2 separate regions of the Mus musculus genome follow, and region 1 is linked to region 2. A link is a contact called in public Hi-C data. All regions are on one chromosome and are shown on one strand. Each heading gives the region's core, a stretch centred on a gene start, on an enhancer-like site or on the middle of the called end of the contact. The rest is flanking DNA. Distances are from core to core; before and after follow the strand shown.

Region 1 (6,377 bases), core at 2,156-4,655, 110 kb before region 2:
CACATACTCACACACTCACACACACACATATACATACTCACACACACCACACACAATTGCATATGCACACACACTCACATACACACAAAACTCACACACTCACATACACATATACATACACACACCACAAACATACATACATACATATATTCATACACATACAGTATACACACACATAACTCTTCCTCTTTCTTGCTCTCTCTCTCTCTCTCTCTCTCTCTCTCTCTCTCTCTCTCTCTCCTTCTCTCTCCTCTCTGTTTCTTATATACATACATACACATAATCATATTCCTGTTTCTGGATTTATTTTTTCTGTTTATGAAAATGGTGTCCCTTACTTTCCTTCCTGAAAGGTCAGCCATTAGAACATGCTAAGAATTGAACTCTTTCTTACTATTCAGTAGTTGATGTGATGAATTCCATTCTAACATCAAATGCATTGATTGTGCCATAACTGGATACGTTGGTTAGTTTTGTCAAATTTATTTTATTTTCATTTATGTGTTTATGCATACATCTATCATGTTTATGTGTATTTATGGAGATCAGAAGAGGATACTGGATCCCCTGCCGTTGGAGTCAAAGGCAGTTGTGAGTTGTAGCTGACGTGACTGTTAGACTCTAAACTTCAGTCCTCCATAAGAGCAGCAAGCACTCTTAAACTGCTGAGCTATCTCTCCAGCGCTGTGTTGATTAGTTTTAACTGTCAACTTGACACAACCTAGAATCACCTATGATTAGAATCGTAATGGGGACTTATCCGATCAAGTTGGCTTGTGGGCGTGTTTGTGGAGGGTTGTTTCAATTGTTACTTGACATAGGAAGACCTTGCCACTATGGGTGGCACCATTCCCTAGGCAGAGTTCCTGAACAGTGTAAGAGAGGAGAAAGATATCTGAGAGCAAGAAAACAACGATACATATATTTTTCTCTTTGCTCTCAGCTATGGATGTGATGTGACTGACTGTTTAAGTCCTTCCTCACCTTTCCCAAAATGATGGACTGTAAATTGGAAGTGTAAACCAAATAAACCCTTCCTCTCCTGTGTGGTTTTTTATTTGTTTGTTTGTTTTGTTTGTTGGTTGGTTGGTTTTGGTTTTTTGTTTTGTTTTTGTTTTTGTTTTGTTTTTTTGGTCAGGGTATTTATCATGGAATCAAAACTGAAAGCAGGGCAATGGGTATGAAAGCAGATGACACAAAATTCCTGCCATTCACTGAGGACAACATGGTAGGCATGGATCAGCTACTTAGGTCCCTATGGACAGAGCAAGCATTGCCATAGCAACAGGACAGTGGAATCAACTGTTTGCTGTCACTGAAGAAGGCAAGTATCTATTATTTCATGTTCATCTCTAGAGGTAGAAGGAGTTTTCCAAACAACTAAAGAGAGAGGGAATGGTGTTTAGGCAAAGGAAGTCTGTGAAAATCACTTCTTATTGGCTCTGGGTCACAGGCATGGGAAGAAGAATGGGTTACAGGCACACACCAGAGATAAATAATAGGATTGGCTGGGCAGTGAGGTATTACCTATGGGAAGACAGAAGTAAAAAATTGTGTCAGTTACAAACTTATCCTTTAAAATATTTACTCCATTGATTAAAATGTATTATTTTTAAGAACTGAAGTGTATCCACCAGTCTACCCTTGCAAAGCTGTCATGTTTTATCTCTTTTTAAATTTAATCAGTGTAGTGATGATTGCAGTGTAATAGATAAGTCAAAAAGAGAAGCTGTGATTTCAGGGCTACTGAAGCATCATGAGTAAGAAATACAAGCACTGGGACTCAGCCTGCAGAATTGCTAGAGATCCAGCAAGAAATTGTTGGACCTGGGTGGAGACTGGACAGGGAGGAAAGAGAGGGAGGAAGGGAGGGAAGAAGAGAGGAAGAGAGGGAGGGTGGGCCTAAGGGAGGGAGAGACAGAGGGACTGAAGGACAGAGGAGGTGATGCTAGGATACCCGTCAAAACAGTGAGAGTAGTGAGCCCTGACACCATCCACCTTATCTTTTTGAGACAGGCATGCAAGTTGCCAATTTGGCTAGGATTGCAAGTCAATGAGCTCCTGGGATCTGCCTCCTTTCCCTCAGCATAGAGATGGCAGGCATGTGCCACAATGCCTGTTTTTTGTCTGTGGATTCTGGCAATCAAGCTCAGCTCTTTGTGTTTACAAAGTGGGTGCTTTAAACACCGAACCATCCATGGATTCCAAGCCATCTCCTTGCTGCCAAATTTGCCCCTCTGCATTCTGTGCCCTAGGAGGCAGTTAGAATTTGTAAGGCTATCTGATTGACGAATGACTTTCTGTAATAATTCTCAATTGGCTTTCTATCATTCCTCTAACTCCTGCTGACCTGCAAAAGATCCAGGGTCAATCTTGAGAAAAAACAAGGATCAAGGCCTCTCGTTTTCTAATGTCGAACTATGTAATAAAGCTATAGAAATTAAAACTGCATGGTACGAATGCAGACCTGCAGGCCAGTGTTACATGTTAAGAAGTCCAGACATCAATGTGTATGTCAGCTGATCTTCAATGAGGGTTTTAAGAACACATGTTTGGGAAGGGTAGAGTCCTTTACTTATTTTTAATTTTTTAGTGCATTTTTATTTATCTGTATGTGCATCTGACTAGGCACACATGGGCACGCATGTCATGGCATGTGCATGGGAACAACTTGCAGGAGTTGGTTCTCTCCTTTTACCATCTGTGCTCCAGAAATCAAACTCAACTTTCCAGGCTTAGCCGCACACCCCTCTACCTACTGATCCATCTCACCAGCCATTTCATTACATGGTGTAGGAGGAATCTTGGGCTTACATGGCTAAAGAATGAAGTTGGACCCTCACTCCCTACCAAGAGCAAATATCAACTTCAGCTAAATGAAGGATAATACACATAAAACTTAAGACTATAGAACTAGAAGAAAGCATTGGGGAAAGGGCTTTGCATTGGTCTGAACCACAAGTTATTATCTACTCCTAAGCTCTGGCCCCAGGCTTCTATCTCCACAACTGTTTCCGGTTCCCTTGCAGCTACATTTCAGTTCCAGCCCAGAGGCCTCCTGACTTTTTCTTAGAAATGCTAATCAGAATTTAGCCTCCAGAAATGTTAATCAGAATCTAGCCACCAGATGAACATAGGAATAAGTCAGAACCCTTGTGTCACCAGTGAGGATGTGGCATGTAGCATCCATAGTACAAGCAGCTGTGCTGCTGGTCAGGATGTCACATGATGTAGCAACCCCATCCCCCTGCCCCCTCCTGCAAGCAGTGATGCTTGAGGCTGGCTTCCTGTGAATTTCTCTGACATTTCTCTTACAAGCCAAGCTTCTAATCACATTGTCTTAATATATGACAGCTGCTTGGAAGCCCATTTCCAATTAAAATGTCCTTTGCAATTCACTGGATTGGGCAGCAGTCTTAAGCCCTTGGTTATCTGATGTCCTGGAAACGTAGCTGCAGGGCCAGATGGTTCAGAGCTTAGATTGCCATGGATTTATTCCCCAGGAAATAAATACCTTGGAAGATGATCGCTTTGAGCTACTCTTTATTTCAAACTTTATTTTTAGACAGTTGATCTTTCTCATAAAAACAGGTTCCACAAGGATATTCTGGGTGGAAATCACAGAGGTAGCTCTGGAGCCTTAGCTGTGAGCCCAGGGGGAGAAGTCACATGCATTGAAATGATTCCCCTGTGATCCAAATGCTGGCTAAGATGTCCCCTGTGCCTGATGTCTGCATGTGACCCCTACTCATTCCTACGTGAGGCTAACGACTAAGGTGTTTGAGCATCAACCCTTTTCTGTGTTTAAGAGAATAGCCTGTGCTGTTCTTGCTATTATACCAATAGTTATCATCAGACCTTTATTGTCTGAAATTAGGTTAAAGTTACCATTCTAAATGTTAAACTAGTTTACCGAGATAAGGATCAGTTCCCTCCGTCTTCCATGGCAGGGATCTCGTGCTTTCTGTGGTTTGCCAATGTCTGTTAAACAGCCAGTGTCCTTTAAACAGGGCATATTTGCCCTCCCACTAGGGCAGCAATGAGTATCCTGGCAGTCGCAGAAAGCACGGAAGCTCTTGTGGGCCATGTAGAGACCTTTGACTGACCACAAACGAGAAAGTGGTGCCCAGCTCTGAGGTCTATTATGCTGGGATGTGTGTTGCATGTCATTGATAGATGTGCATTGTGTGCCATACCTAGATGTGCATGTGTCAAAGGAAACTGGCCTCTTGGACTGGCTGTTCCTATGCACCAACGGTACTCATTCAGCTTGTACTCTTTGTAGCACACACTAGCTGAGCCAGTTTGTGGCTATGGACATCTTGATAGCTGGCAAGACATGGACAACCATATCAGGGAGTGCTCCCTCCCATAGTAGCGATGGAAGCTGAGATAGCGACCTTTTAGATCTCTCTGAGATTTGGACCCATTACCTGGTAGCATCCCTCCCCACTCCTGCTCTCTGAAAATGCTCTGGCCATTGGAGGCTCTGCCCTTATTAATAACCTTGTGATGTCACCATGGACTTCAGGAGTGTCAACCAGAGGGACTCCCCTCAGAGACTAGTCAGTTTCTACATAGATGGGAAATAATCTGGTTTGGTGTTCTTGAGTAATTGTAAGTTGCGTGTGTGTGTGTGTGTGTGTGTGTGTGTGTGCATCTGAACACATGCATGCTGGTGCCCATGGAGATCAGAAGTCAGCATTGCATCGCCTGCTACTGGAGTTACAGGTGGTTTTGTGTGTTCTGAGAAGGAGTCTGGATCCCTGAAAGAATAGTAAGTGTTGTTCTCGGCACTTTACAATAGAATATAGAATTACAAATCTATAATTTCATATGTTGCTTATTTTTGCCTGTTCACTTACATTCAGAGCTCTTTATGCCTCATATCTCCTGTGATTTGTTCCAAACCTAAAAACCCTTTTTCTTTTGGGTCGTAATGGCTGGACCAGTGTGACAGGAATCAAGCTAGGACAATGGGAACTGTAATGGCTACATACCAAGATGTCTGTGAGTAGGAGGTACTCAGTCAACATAAAGTAACCCAGGAAGAGAGGGTGGAATTGGGACTGCCTGTCCAGAGTTCGGGTTCTGATCTGAACCATTCTTCCCGAGTCTGCACCACAGGCCGTGTACACAGACCTGATGGCTGCCAGGAAGCAAACAGGAATCTGCTTTGCAAGAGAGAACTACCTCAAGGGGTGTGCTGGTAGGGAGTCTGATGGAGGGGACCACATTAGGTATGCCATTCTGAAGCATCCAGGAATACTAAGACATAATCTAGTGTTTTACTTTAAAATAAACAGGGTTGTGTGGGGTGCCTGGAATACCTGCAAGGAGAGGAAGGGTGGATATGAAAGTCGACTGGGCAAAAGGAAGCTCACCCAGCAAAGGCAGCATGGGTACCTCAGGCACAGGCATTTCCACCTACAATCTCATGAGTGTCATGGATGCCCCAGCCATGTGCATTTCCACCTACAATCTCATGAGTGTCATGGATGCCCCAGCCATGTGCATTTCCACCTACAATCTCATGAGTGTCATGGATGCCCCAGTCATGTGCATTTCCACCTACAATCTCATGAGTGTCATGGATGCCCCAGCCATGTGCATTTCCACCTACAATCTCATGAGTGTCATGGATGCCCCAGTCATGTGCATTTCCACCTACAATCTCATGAGTGTCATGGATGCCCCAGTCATGTGCATTTCCACCTACAATCTCATGAGTGTCATGGATGCCCCAGTCATGTGCATTTCCACCTACAATCTCACGCACAGGAAGAGGGGAGGTTTATGTTCCCAGCGTAGGTTGTGGGGTTCTTTCATTGTTAACATTTCAAAATTTAAAGAAGTTTTGAGCAAGGATATGGAAAAATGATAATTTACTCCCTGCTGAAACTATGTGAATAAGGAGCTTGCTTTATGAATGTGCTTGATGGTAGGGTGGGATGGGAGCTGGAAATGTAGTGGAGATTAGAAAATGACCAATGAAATGAGTGTTCTCTTGATGAGAGAAAATAAGAGACAGCAGAGAAAAGAGGACAGCTAGGAATGAAATTCCAAAATGATACTGAGGGAAAAACTAATTTAATTGAAACAGAAAAGGAGAGGCTAACCATAGTGGAGAAGAGACAGGTAGTCTAACGCTGGGATAATTAATATCATCATAACTCAAAATCTCCACAGCAAAGCAAACCCAACTCCAGGAGAGTGAGATAGAATTTCATGGACACAGAGGGAGCCTCTGCACACAGCATGAAAGAAACCTTATTAACTAAAAACCAACACAAAAGATCAACATGGAAGAGACTAGTACTTGTGCGCCGGAAGATTGTGTGGCAGGCTGTGTGTGAGCATGACACCGTGCCTGCACA
Region 2 (6,119 bases), core at 1,553-4,052:
AGAGTCAGGAGAGTCCCTGGGACTCATCGGCCAGAGACTTAATCAAACGCCGAGCTCTAGGTTAAGTAAGAATGCCACCAAAGAAGACCCTTGGTAATGATTCTGGTCACCATTCTAATTAATGCACATGTGTGTGCACATGTGTGCAGATGTACACAAGCATGTGCACATGTGTCCAGATGCACCCATGGGTACCTGCATGTACACACACACACACACACACACACACACACACAGAGCAATTTTGACAACATGGAAAGCCATCATCTTCACTTTTGATAGATCAGCTGTTTCCTGGAAAAATCGTTACCCAAATCAATTAATGTCATAGCAATCAGTTTAGCCCTGAAAAGGACACCTGTCCATGGCCAATGTGCTCTCTCCAGAAGCACGGATGATCAATAGGCAGGTTGGAGCTGGCTTGCGAAAGAGAATGGGATACTGGTTAGCTTCGTTGAGAAGGAAGTGCTGGCTGAGTACTTTCAGCACAGCGGAGGCAACCAAATTCTCTCACTGTCAAACAGAAACTCCCTGGTACAAGAGCATGGTGCATTCGTCTTGGACACACGATGCCTTTTATCTAAAGCCATTGACTGAATTCAACATGTCAACCATCCCTTGGTTGGACTACAATATATTTTCGACTACAAGAAGGTATATTTCTTTCTTGATAAAAAGAGCCCCATTAGTTTTTCAGAGGTTTTGTCTGTCCCCATCGGATGCCCACCATTTGTTGCTAGAATAAGTTGTTTCTAGGGAAGTATAGAATGCCGTGTGCCGTAGAAAACGGGACACATATGGGAAGCCGGTAGCAAGGTCCCCGCCTGCCCTTCTCAGGCTGAAATAGTTCTGTTGACAAGGCTGGTTGCTAGCCAGCTGCTGGAGTCCCCTCCCTGCCCAGCTTGCCTTTCAAACTGTGAGTCTGAAGCCTCCAGAGCACCCTGCTAAGGCACTCATGAAAAAGCTTCTGGGGGTTCCTGTATAAGCCCTACACACGGGTCCCCAACACAAGAAAACTGAACAGGATTCGGAGCCTGGCTACAGTCTGTGTCAGCCCTGCCTCTCCCCGCTCCTTGCCTGGGTTCTCCAGGGACAGCCACCTGCACTAAATGTAAAATCTTCAGTCAAACGGACCTCCTACCTGTACCACCTTCTGTTTCTCTGATATATTTGGGATGGGGGTGCGGGGGGTGTTGTGTCTTCTTGTGCTCAGGGCCCTCTCCAGTTCGAAGGGCACAGATAAAACTGAATAGTTTGCAATTTTAGGCAACAACAATTTCTTTTTTTAAAGTATGATTCCCATACAAATTTGTTAAATTTATTCTAATTTTATTCCCTTTTCTCTACCACCCACTCCACCTCCTCGAACCCAAATGCCAGTGGGAAAGAACACATCTAGACTGATCTGAGATCTAAAATACTTCAGCTTTTTTGCTGTTACTTAGAAAATAGTCATTTAAAATAATATTTTATGGGTTTTTTTTTCTTTTAAGCAAATCACAAAACTTCTGCTAGTATAAACTAGTATGCACGGGGGCCCGATTAAAAGCTAACAAGAACCAAAATGTGAAATGAATTCCTAAACAAGGCTGGCTGGGCACGGATTCCTCCACCCAAGTTATACTGTGTTCCACCTTTGAAGGCATGGAACAACCGAGATGTGTGGTGTCCAGTTCCAAAGATCCCCCAACCCCAAAGAATATGAACTGGGACATGGAATCGCAAAGCAGGGTGGGGAAGTCCAACCCTTGGGCAGCCAGCTGTCATTGTCCTCTGATGGAGACCCACGTTCTTCTGCCTGGACTAGATGCTGAGACTTGCCTGAGCTCCCACCGGGAGAAGAAGGGGAGTCCCGTGGATATCCCAAGCCTGGTCTTTAAAATAGGAAATGAGACATTGGGGCGGGTCCCTTTCCAGAGCGTTAAGTCTAGAGGTTGGGATCCAAACATCAGGAATCCCCTAGCCATTTCTTCTTGGCTCTGAATGTTTCTTTCTCTAGCTGTACCTCTTTAGGAGACTTTTCCTAAATCGATGGAATCTTCCGCATTCATTAGAATACCTGCAGTCAAAGAATTTCCCCAACCGCAACTCCTGTTAGGACGGGATCCCTAATCTTGGGTAAGACCCTGAGGTTTTGCCCCTTCAAAGCAATGTTAGGTGTTCAGTCTAACGTTCTCCCAACTGAGCTATGGCTTCGTCCTCGCCCTCCCCTCCTGGAAGGATGCAGGATGAGGCTGGCTGGTCCCCCTCTCCAAGTCCTGGGATACATACTGATCTTCAGCCCCAGAGAGTAATCCTGCTCCTCTGGCTCCCAGGACTGGCCAAAAGCGCCGGGCACCCGCGAGCTGTATCCAGCTCCAGCCGAGAGCCGTGGTGGCTTGCTTACCTGGGGAGAGCCGGCTCAGAGCCGCAGGTCTCCAGGCGCAGCTCCGGGACCCGCTGCGCGCAGCGCGATGCGGTGGCTGCTGAGGCGGAGTGCGCGCTGCTCCCGCCTGATGACGCTGTCAGCTGCCCTGCGCCCCGCACCGCCCTGTGCACCGCACCCCCAGTGCAATGTCCAGAGCCCTGCACCTCCAGTGCAACGCCCAATGCAACGTCCTGCCCCCTGTGCTGCCCCTCTCTGTCTGCCCCTCTCTGCCTTATGCACCCGCCCGAGCTCTCTGCACAGCCTTACAACCTCCAGCACCGCTCCCTGCACCGCCCGCACGCGCGCCTGGCCCTGTGCAGTCCTCCCACGCGGTGCTCTCTGGCTCTAGCCTCCCGGCCTCCGGCTCCACCCTCCTCAAGCTCCTGCAAGCACAGTGGTTGCTCGTTGCGGTGGCCTGCTTTTCACCGGGAGCCTTCAGCTGCCCTCTACCGAAAGCTTCTGGAATAGATGACAAGAGACTAGAATTTTCTGAAAATTAAATGAATCAAAAATCATTCCGTTGAAAGGACAGTGGATTCCTGTGTTTAAAACTATGCTCCTACCCTAGTGTACTTAATCACTGCTTACCACGCAATAAGACTTGGTCACTGGGCAAGGTTTCTGTTCCTGTAGCTGTGACAAAAACAAGCTAAGGAAAACTGGGTTTGCTCTGGCTCATAGTTCAGAGTAAAAAAGCAAAGCAGGAAAAAAAAAATCTTGAAATGGCTGATCACATCGCATCGGTAATCAGAACTTAGACGACTGTGGAAGCACGCTGCTACCGAGATCAATTTGTATAGTCCAGGATCCTGTACCCAGGAATGGTCTAGCCCACAGTCAAGACCGGCCTTTGCACAACACTTAAGTAATCAAGATAATCTCTCCTCCCACAAGCCTGAGGCCCGTCTCCAGGTGACTCTAGATTCTGTCAAGTCGACAATAGTAGTCACATGTGCTAAATCACAAGACAGCCTGTCACTTAGAGGTGCCAAGAAATTCCCTGCCTGAAAGGCAACCATACTACAAGAATTCAAGCGTTTTAACAGGACAGGGCTCTGACATCACCTCTTTGGGTAAGCTTGGGGGACCACGCTGCTCAGCAGCTTTTCATGACCATTTCAAAGAATTAACAGAGAGAGAGAGAGAGAGAGAGAGAGAGAGAGAGAGAGAGAGAGAGAGAGAGAGAGAGAGAGAGAGAGAGAGAGAATATGCTGTACTGACATTTTGTAAGCGCTGGACAGGAACATCTACCTATATCATACTTGCACTCTATGGCTGGAGGAAACTCTTTTTTTCTTTTTTTATCCTTATCTTTGTCCTTTGGTGATGTGGTAAAAGAATTACAAAATGGGGCCTGTATCTTCTAAATTAGGCTTAGCTTACAGATTCTGTAAGCTATAATATAGTCACTTTTCTGTTTGGGTAAGTTCTGGAGTCCTGTAATTTCAGAGGATATAATCCTTTGAAGTTGGTTTGCAAAGCAAATCTCTGCCCTGCTATTCACAGGAAACATGTTTGTTTGTTTGTTTGTTTGTTTTGAAATCTTACCTAAGATATGCTTTCACTATTTACAGTTAAGATAACATCTTTGTTCCTTAGTTCAGCTTGACTCTGGCCTTAGTGCTATGGCTACTAAAATAAGAAGGGAGTAGACCATTTTTAACAAGGCCATTTGAGAGTGGCCTTCACAAATGTAGCCCTACTTTGAATATGCCTGTGAGCAGGAAGTCCACATGTCCACAGTCTCTCCATTATGAAGGTCTGTGTATGACTGTGGAGATGACTCAGTTGCTACAGGACTTGGGGAGCACACACAAGAATCCGAGCTTGATCCCATGCATGCAAAAAAAAAAAAAAAAATTAACATTTTGACATTCTTGTAATCCCAGAGTTGTAGAGCCAGAGACAGTATTAGGGGACAGCTCGCTCCATTTTTTTTCTTCCTTTTCCTAGTTAAACATAATGTTAGAACTTGATTTATTTGTATACTGTTCCCTAACTGTGTGTTTTTCTCTAATCATGTCCTAACATGAAGGCCACCTTGTCTTTTTTTTTTTTAAACTTGTTCTTCCTCTATAACTTTGTGATATATTCATCATAAATTGTTTCATGATATGTTCCAAGAATTGACTGACTCTGTCTTTTTCTAAACCTATTTTAATAAGGATTCTCCCTCCCTTCTAGCCTACCACCCACCAGAGGTAGTGGAAGAGAAAAGTTATGAGGACACAGGGGAAGTCAACCTATTTAGAAAGAGTTCTTGTGGGGTGGGAGAGGTGAGTCCAATCTTTGTTGTCATGGTATCCAGCAGTTCAGTCCAGTAGCAAACACCGAATACGAACCAGCAGCTGTAGTCAGTTCTCTCAGCAGACACTACATAAAAACCAGCAAGGGCAGTTCAGTGCAGAAGAAAGTGCAAGGCTCACCAAGGGGCTAGAGGCCTCTCAAGAAGTTCTTTGGCAATTTTCTATGACATCACCACATCAAGCGGGGCTCAGCAACACAGTGTAAGGCAAACCAATACGTGCTTGTTGTTAGCGAAGAACAGCAAGGCAGAACAGAGCAAACCAGTGCTCAAGGTCCAACTGTCTGTGGGGTCACATTTATATTCCTTCTGAACATTGTGTATCTTTTCTCCTATGTCTGCTATAGCAAAACATCCTTTCACCTGTGTCTGCTTCAGGAAAACAGTCTTTCACATGGCTGCTTTAGTAAAACACCTTTTCATCTGTGTGCCCCCAGCAAAACACCAACTGGCATGACTTTCCAAAGAAACCAAAAGTTTCCACTTCCACTGACCATAAAATGTCCCATGCTATGTTCTAATAACTGACTACAAATCCACAGTATGTTCTTGTCCTATGATGATAAAAACAACTGCAATGTTCTGCTTTGTAATAACTGGCTCCATTGCTATTTTTTTTAAAAAAGCCTCCTGTTCTAAGTTTGGACTGGCCATAAAAATAAGTTTTTACCTTGCCACAGTTTGGTGTTAACTCCTTGTTCTCAACACCATAACAACAGGAGCATCCTCATTCAGCCATCCTGGACAAATTGGTGTGTTCCAGATCAATGAGAGATCTTATGTTTTAAAAGAAAATGTTTGACACACCTGAGGTACAAAACTATTGGTTGACCTCTGTGGCCTCTACATGTCTTACCTGCTTGTGTGCACACACACACTAAGGAAGGAAGATAGATAGATAGATAGATAGATAGATAGATAGATAGATAGATAGATAGATAGATCTTTGTGATAATGGGGAAACTAACCCAGAAGAGTAAATCTTTATGTTGACCACGCTGCTGCTAAGTCTAAAAACTGAGAAAAACACCCAGGCTAACAAGCTAGGTTCCTGCTTGCCATGACAACTAAAACACGGGCTAAATGATGAAGTGAAACCTCAGATGTAAGCATTAGAGTGGAAAGACCAAAGAGGGAGAAACACTGAAGGCCAACGCCTGCTCCACTCCGGAAGCTGGAGCAGGGATCTTTCTGCAGAGCCCTGTGTTCAGCCATATCACCATTTTCTCTAAGAGTCTGGCACAGGGGCTCCGGATGCCCCCAGCTTAAGAAGGAACAACTAAAATGATTTTCCTAGCCTCTCTGTCACTTGTCATGAGCCCCTCCTCCTAGCAGCTAGTCTAAGATTCCTGTCAGCTGAGAATCAGAAATGCCAGCATTGCATAGTGAAGAACCTTTGCTGCTAAG

What was found. A called contact is a pair of places that touch in the nucleus more often than the background predicts.
Region 1: a contact with region 2 is called in a Hi-C map of the N1E-115 cell line, with 4 times the contacts expected there. The contact joins the enhancer-like site here to the promoter of Diras2 in region 2. A contact is called at or near these places in 3 of 39 promoter capture datasets (embryonic stem cells and hippocampal neurons), 3 of 484 Hi-C or Micro-C datasets (the N1E-115 cell line, embryonic fibroblasts and embryonic stem cells) and 4 of 9 other capture datasets (adipose tissue, embryonic stem cells, macrophages and 1 more).

The regions. Positions count from the first base shown.
Region 1 is chr13:52,413,191-52,419,567 of GRCm38.p6, forward strand. No RefSeq gene overlaps it. Among named protein-coding and RNA genes, the nearest start is that of Diras2, 110 kb to the right of the region's middle. Within about 2 kb of position 3,406, at least 3 of the 459 cell types and tissues checked have an H3K27ac peak or open chromatin away from gene starts, as enhancers often do. A contact at or near this core is called in the N1E-115 cell line, where this site is marked.
Region 2 is chr13:52,528,034-52,534,152 of GRCm38.p6, forward strand. It overlaps Diras2 (DIRAS family, GTP-binding RAS-like 2), which reads right to left and starts at 2,803. Exons shown (of 2, transcript NM_001024474.2): 1 at 2,387-2,803.